Regions from separate parts of the Podarcis muralis genome. Here region 2 is linked to region 1. Evidence: chromatin contacts called from public Hi-C data. All regions are on one chromosome and are shown on one strand. Each heading gives the region's core, a stretch centred on a gene start, on an enhancer-like site or on the middle of the called end of the contact. The rest is flanking DNA. Distances are from core to core; before and after follow the strand shown.

Region 1 (3,533 bases), core at 199-2,698:
GTAGTGCTGTATTAAGTATTTTAACATAAGTTAAAGACCAGATATAAATGCACCTACACATCAGGACAGAGAGGATTAACTTTAGTTATTTTATGCAGTCACAGTGCCTCCTACTGCTTTTGACAGCAAAATGTGAGCAGATTTTGATACAAAGGTCAGTCAGAAAGGAGTTGCTTGAGTTCTCATGATGTTTTAGAAAAATTAAAACAGCTTTTGCAAGCCAAGCCCATAGCTGAAAATTTCCCAGACACAGCCAGAATACAACAGTGTCTGGATGAAAATCCCTGAAATGTCCATTATTAATTTTTTTTGAACTTTGCTATTCAGCAACTTTTGTGTCCGGGTTTTCACTTTTTGAAATCTTAGGCAATTCCAAGATATGGGGTATTTATTTTATTTGTATACCGCCCTATACCCGTTGTTCACAACATAACAATAGAAAAAAACACATAAATAATAATAATAATAAATTAAATAAGACATTCTGCCGAATGTGCAGCCATCAGGTGTATCCGTCCATTTCCTTCGACAAGGGGAGGGAATGGCTGTAAAACCTTCCAAGAAAGTCCAGCATTTCGAAGGACAGACCTAGAAAACATTATGCTTCTCATACTGAGTTTTTTGAAACCAAAGGAATGCGCTTGAACATCCGTCTAATATCCAGAGATGCCTTTGGAGAAGATGCTGCACTTTCTCAGTGCCGGATTTATGTACAGTGGTGCCTCGCAAGACGAAAATAATCTGTTCCGCGAGTCTCTTCGTCTAGCGGTTTTTTCGTCTTGCGAAGCAACCCTATTAGCGGCTTAGCGCTATTAGCGGTTTAGCGGCTTAGCGGCTATTAAAGGCTTAGCGGCTTAGCGGCTATTAGCGGCTTAGCGGCTTAGAAAAAAGGGGGGGAGAGCGAAAAAAAATCGCAAGCCCATAGGGAAAATCGTCTTGCGAAGCAACTCAAAAATGGAAAACCCTTTCGTCTAGCGGGTTTTTCGTCTTGCAAGGCATTCGTCTTGCGGGGCACCACTGTATAAGCTAAACAAGCTATAGCCTAGGCCCACTCTCTTGGGAGCCCCCAAAAAATTTAAAGGAAAAAAAAGTGGATGTACATTTCCAAAGCATAAGATAAAAAACAAATAAAATAAAACCTACATACAGCAACAGCGGCAAATGGCTTTAGATACCTATTAGGTCCATAAATTACCATATTCTATTCAACATAAAAAAAGAGCGGCAATCTGTTGTTGACAAAGGACAGCTGGACATATAAAGGGCCCCATTACCTTCAGTAGCTTACGGCCTCATCAAACCTAAATCCGGCCCTCACCCTCCCTTAACGAGCCTATAAATGACAGGTTCGCGGGTCGCTCCGTTTGAAACCCCAGGGGACGGCGGAGCAGTACCGCTTGCAGCCAAGCGGGGGCAGCAGCGAGCCAGATCGGGGGCGGGGTTTCCCCTCTAGCCGCACCGAGCGCTGCGTCCTCCGTGGCGGCGAGAAGCACTTCCGTTTCCGGGCCGCTCCTTCGCTCCGCGGAATTGTGACGGGGCTCTTGCAGGCGCCGAGCGAGCGAGCAAAGGAGCCGGCTATGGTGCTGCTGGAGAGCGAGCAGGTGCCGCGGCCTCGCGTTTTCCTGGGTCCCTTGAGTTGGGGGCCGGGTAGGCAGAGCCGGGCCGGGTCCACCCACCCGCTTTCTGTGCTTGGCCGCCTCATGGGGGGCGGCGGGCGGCGTGGCAGTTCCTGAACGTGGCGGTGCCTCCCGTGAGGATTCCGGTGCGGAGATCCTAGCTCGCTTTAATGAACCCCCGAGTTGCGTTACCCTCGCATAGTTAAACCAAGATCCATTCATTTCTCAGGCGTATCGCCCCTGGTTTCTTAACGAAGACCAGCCAGGATTGCCACGTTTTGGGGGCTGGGGTTTTTTTTTGGGGGGGGGAGGGAGGGATTTATCAGCCCTGATAAATTGCTGCTTTGTGAAGGTGGGAATAGAGACCCGAAAATGCAAGCATTGCAATCGGATGGCGTCACTGGAAACTGCAATAAGGGGGGGGGGGGAATAAAACAAGGGTTGTTTCCCAGCTCTTGACTGTGTTAAGAATTCCATAAACCTCATTCATCCGCGATTGTTCTTAATCAGAAAACGGGTTTCTCGTTTGCAGTTTCTGACAGAGCTTACAAGATTGTTTCAAAAATGTAGGAGCACAGGCAGCGTCTATATAACGCTAAAGAAATGTAAGTATTATGTTAACTATTTCAGCAGTTGTGAATGGTGGATATGCCTGCATATTTGCCCAGTACTTCGTTTTTCAATATCGCCCCTTAAAAAAAAAAAAGCGTCGTGAGCCAGTTTGTACTGCAGTTGTTAGCATAAATGAAGTAATGCTGAAGTGGGCATGTATGAGAACTGAAAAATGTGTGGTTAGTCAAAGAAAACCCTTATCTGTAGCTCTCAGCTTCTTTAATACATGCTTCATTTTTGCTAGATTGAGGAAATTCTAAATGAGGGACTGGGAGGTCCAGAGCAGTGAGTACACTGTCACATCCTAGGTCCTGCCAACTCAGAAGGGAGGGAGCAGGTGGCACAGCTGATCAGGTCCCTAACATAGATTCAAAGTCTCCAGTGCGCTATCCAAAACAACCTGTTCTGAGCTTTTGTAGAATGCCCTCAACAGGAAAAGTGCCTGCAGAAGTGCCCTGTAGTTTGGGCATCCACTACAGTAGAGCTCCCACCCTAAGCGCTGGTCTCTGCCAGCCAAGTCTAGAAAGAAGCAACCACACTTTTACTCTATTGCCTGCTCCATCCCAGAGTTGGGAGCAGAGAACAGTAGATTGAATGGGGGTATAAAATTGATGAGATCCTCTTTTAGCACAGTAAATACTAAACCTCAGCTCGCAGCTGTTTGCACATTGGAGCCCCAAAGCCAAGCCAAATAAAATCTTTAAAGGCTTTTAGGGGAAAAAAACAACATTCTGGTCTGAGCAACCAAATTGGGGGGGGGGGGGAGGTACCCAAGAAAGAACTAAGGGGTTGCTGTGGAGTCGTTGGAAGAATTAATGTGGCAGTAGTGATCTTTCTGAGCAGTCTGATGCTGCCACTTTTGAGCTGATTCCTACCCTCCACTCCATGCCTGAATCATTAAAAACTAGGCTAGATTGGCCATGCCTTCCCTTATTCCCCAGGGTTTGCTTTTAAGCCAGATATTTGAGGCATTCTTAGTGGGATTGGGGGATGAGATGACTATTTGTTTGCATCTAACCGTTGCCATTATACACTTTAAAAAACCACAAACACGTTTGTGTCCAATTTAAACATAGCAACGCTATTGTTTCTCAGCTTCCACATTCAGAATTCTCCTAATCTTCGACACAAACTTCAAAGCTGTAAAAGTACAAACCTGCATTTCAGCGTTCTTTCGCCACCGTTGGATGTTGTATATGTATATATGTTTAATGCTTCTGTTTAATATAGATGATGGTCGGACAAGACCCATCCCACGAAAGGGCCATATTGAGGGCTTTGAACCTGTAGACAACAAATGTCTTC
Region 2 (3,904 bases), core at 82-2,581, 230 kb before region 1:
CAGTAACACAAACATCCTGTCTCCATCACTTCCCACGTCATGTGAAAGACAACAATCCCATGACTGCAATCACGGAGCAGGAATTCTAACATGGCCATGCTGGCTGGGGCTGATGGGAGTTGTATTCCAGAAACTCCAGATGCTCATGGATCTGCCTCACAACAGTGCGAAGCTGGCTACAAGACTTGGGAGCCACCATCAGAACTGGGCTCCTCTTCACCTGCCAGAATGGGTGGGCCAAGAGAGTGGTTTTTCACTTAATCTCTTGTAGAGAGATTTATGCCTTAATTCTTTTTATATATGAAATTGTTTACATGTTAAATTGCTTCCATTAATTTCATAGGAAGCCATTCATAAATAGAAATAAATAATCAGGCTGCAAAACCTGAATGCTGCAAAAGCAGAATTTTTGGGAGGGCAGCATAGAGATGAAATGAATGCAACTCTGTGCTGGTTCCTCTATGCTTGCTGCATTTCACAACACACAGCAGAAGGTGTGCACAGCCTCCCCTGTGAACCACTGACTTTGAGGTCATATGAAAGGATATGAAAATTTCACCTAGGATGGTGCATTTGCTGCAGGCATCCAGGAGCCCCTGCAGGAGGAAGTGAGTACAAGGCAGTAAGTGCAATTGTGGACCACTTTGGATTGCGGATAAACCCCTTCTTGCACTGATCCCAGTATTGTTACTAACCATCTGCCCTGCAGGAAAGTCGAGAGCAAAAGACCTGCAGGAGGTGCGTGGGCTACAGGGACTGAATGTACTGCATAGACACACATCTAATCCTCTGACAAGCTCATGCAGGAACAAAGGGTGAATTCACACATGCACAGTTGACGGCTGTAACTTTACAGCCACCCAGAACGTCTTCACCTTAACACCTTAACAAAACACTGGTCAAAAGGCACAGTTCAGACCTTCTTCACCCGTGGTAAGAACTACCAAATGATGTGCAGATAGATTCTCTCCATGGAACCACACACTACCAATGATATCACCTTGAGCCCTGAAAAAGTTCAGGCATAAGGATCCCCCAAGTCATCTTCCAGGGGGCTGGACTTGATTACCCTTTGGTCACCTTCCAACTAAAATAATTTTATTTTATTTTCACGTCTTCCTCCCTCCCTGGAGGATTTCACAACTCGGAGAACACCATGCGTGTCTTGTTTCAAGAAAAAATACCGTAATTTCCCGCATATCTATAGGACAAATGCCGTTCCAGTGTTCTTCGGTTTTTAGACTGTTGCCACACTCAGCCAATCCTGGCCAGCTGAGATGTGGACCTGCCACCTTGAACCAGTCACACGTCACACCATCGAAAGCACACTAATAACAAGGGCAGCGCATCTAGCGCACGACATTGCCCTGCCTTATTCGAGGTGGGCGGGGAGGAGCTGGAGGGGCTCCGGGAACCCTCGACGACCCAGCCCCGCCGCCCGCCACCCCAGCGCGCAAACGGGAGAGCGGAGGTGCCTCGGTGGCTCGCTCTCTCCTGACACTCCAAGGCGGCGATCGCCATGGCGACTTGAGGCGAGGTTATAAAGCGGCTCCGGGGAGCCGGCGCCTCGAGTCGCCGTCGGGCCATGAGCCGCGCGGGGTACGAGCAGCAAGCCATGCTGCGGCCGCGGGACCTGGGCCCGGGGGCGTCGACGCGCACCTTCCTGGAGGCCATGAGCGCGGGCCGCCTGCACCTGGCGCGCTTCGTGCTGGACGCCGTGGACGGCACCATCGTGGACTGCCGAGCCGACCGCGGGCGCACGCCGCTCATGCACGCCGTGGCGCTCAAGGACCCCGCGTGGCGAGTGGCCTTCGCCCGGCTGCTGCTGGAGCGCCGCGCCGCCGTCGACCTGCGCGACGACGCCGGGCGGAGCGCGCTGAGCCTGGCCTGCGAGCGGGGCTACCTGGACGTCACCAAGCTGCTGGTCCAGTACGGCGCCGACCCGGACGCGGCCGACTCGCGAGGCTGGAACCCGCTCATGTACGCCGCCTGGCAGGGCCGCGCGCCCGTCGTCGAGTGGCTGCTGCGCTCCTTCCGACGCCTCGGCCTCTGCCTCGAGCGCGCCGACCGCGCTGGCCGCACCGCGCTGCAGCTGGCCGCCAGCGAGGGCCACGGGCGCTGCGTGCGGGCGCTGCGGGCCTCCGGAGCCTTGATCCTCGAGCTGCCCGAGCCGGCGGCGGCGTCCCCCGGCGACGGCTCGACGGCCCCTCGGTCGCCTCGCAGGGACGGCGGCGCCCACAGGCGGGAGCAGGACGAGGAGGAGGAGGAGCGGGGCCCAGACGCCGCCGCAGCGCAGCCCGGCTCCGAGGCGGGGAAAGGGGGCGCTTCGCTGCGAGGCCGCCCGCTGATCCGCAGGGCCACGGCGCCCGACTGCCAGAGCCTGCTCGGCTACTAGGCGGCGAGGGCGGGAAGCGCGCGCTGCTCTCGGCTCCGGCTGCGCGTCCACTTGGCGCGGCCAGCTCCCGCTTCGCCTCGCAGGCGTTGCTTCTGCCCGCGGATCCAGCCTTGGTCGTCGTGTTCCGACGTGCCGGCCGCTTCGTCAGTGACCATTTGGACCATTGCATCGTTGCCCGCGGGCGGATTCGGAGCGCCTCCGCACATCCCGAGGCTCTCCCTATTTGAACAGCACCCGGGAAGCGCAGGTGTTAGATTTTATTTAGTTGAAACAAGTAGCAATGTGCACTGTAATAAGGTGCGATGAATTGTTATTTACTGCTTTCTCTTGTCAAGAATGTTCTAGAATGATTGGGCATAAGGGTTCGTCGATTTCAGCAAGTGGGTCGAAGTGTATTTCCTTGAAAATCAACCTAAAAGCACAAAATGTCATTGTCACCTACACATTCATCAGTTTCCGTTGCCCGACTGGAGTGTTGTTGCCAGAGCTATCTTTGCCCCTCTCAAGAATTTATGTACCGTTTTGGGGCAAAATGTGTAGGTGGAAAATCTCAGGAGCCTCATCCATGGATGGCAAATTACCATTTTGTCAAACCCTAATATCTTCCAGCTATGAAAAAAAAATTGGTAACCTATCACTGTATAGTATACAGAGAACAGTCAAGTAAAACTAACGGTGAACCTGGCTAAAAGTGATGAAAGGTCAGTTCAGGGCACCACAGCAAAATAAAATTTTTGCATTTTCTGAGTATGCTTCTTTCTGTAATGGGTGAAATGGATCAGTGGTTATTTTGGTAAAGAACAAGGGTGTCTATATGATGTCCAGATTGCTACATTTTCATGGCAGTTTCTGTAAGGGCTTCTGAAGAAGATTTTGCACCATGTCTGATTCTTAGGGGATGCTTTTGTGTCCACTTATATCTGTGTGGATTTCTTTATCTAAATGGAATTGCACTCCTGTACATTGTCTTTGAATCCAGCAAACAAGCCTTAATAAGATAGAAATTTAATTGTGACTAGATGCCACATTTGCCTGAAATGATTTCAGTGGGGTGCGTTGGGATGTTTGTGGCCTTTCACTTTTTGCGGCATTTTTTGTTCAAGTTGTATTTATTTAGTGACATTGCATGAACTCTGAAAGTAACAGGGAAGAACAAACAAGGTGTGAAGTGGGAGTTGTGTGATCAGATCAGCTGTTATTTAGCCACAGAGGGGGGAAATGATAAGGGCTCATGTCCCTGTCTCCCCAGCTCCCTTCTGTGACTAAGGTAAAGGGAAGGTAAAGTTAAGGGAAGGTAAAGGACCTCTGGACAGTTAAGTCCAGTCAACGGCAACTCTGGGGTTGCGGCGCTCATCTCACTTTCAGGCCAAGGGAGCCAGTGCTTGTCCACAGACAGCTTTCCGGGTCATGCGGCCAGCATGACTAAACCGCTTCTGGCACAACGGGACACCGTGACGGAAGCCAGAGCGCACGGAAACGCTGTTTACCTTCCTGCTGCTGCGGTACCTA

Evidence for each region. A called contact is a pair of places that touch in the nucleus more often than the background predicts.
Region 2: a Hi-C map of blood shows a contact between it and region 1, with 4 times the contacts expected there. The contact joins the promoter of ANKRD63 here to the promoter of SRP14 in region 1. A contact is called at or near these places in 2 of 3 Hi-C or Micro-C datasets (blood and tail).

The regions. Positions count from the first base shown.
Region 1 is chr1:41,812,231-41,815,763 of rPodMur119.hap1.1, reverse strand. SRP14 (signal recognition particle 14) reads left to right here and starts at 1,448. Exons shown (of 5, transcript XM_028722364.2): 1 at 1,448-1,601; 2 at 2,149-2,221; 3 at 3,459-3,533. The coding sequence starts at 1,578. LOC114593732 (a long non-coding RNA gene) reads right to left here and starts at 1,413. Exons shown (of 3, transcript XR_003705771.2): 1 at 1,275-1,413.
Region 2 is chr1:42,045,769-42,049,672 of rPodMur119.hap1.1, reverse strand. ANKRD63 (ankyrin repeat domain 63) reads left to right here and starts at 1,331. Exons shown (of 1, transcript XM_028722529.2): 1 at 1,331-3,139. The coding sequence starts at 1,586. The coding sequence ends at 2,395.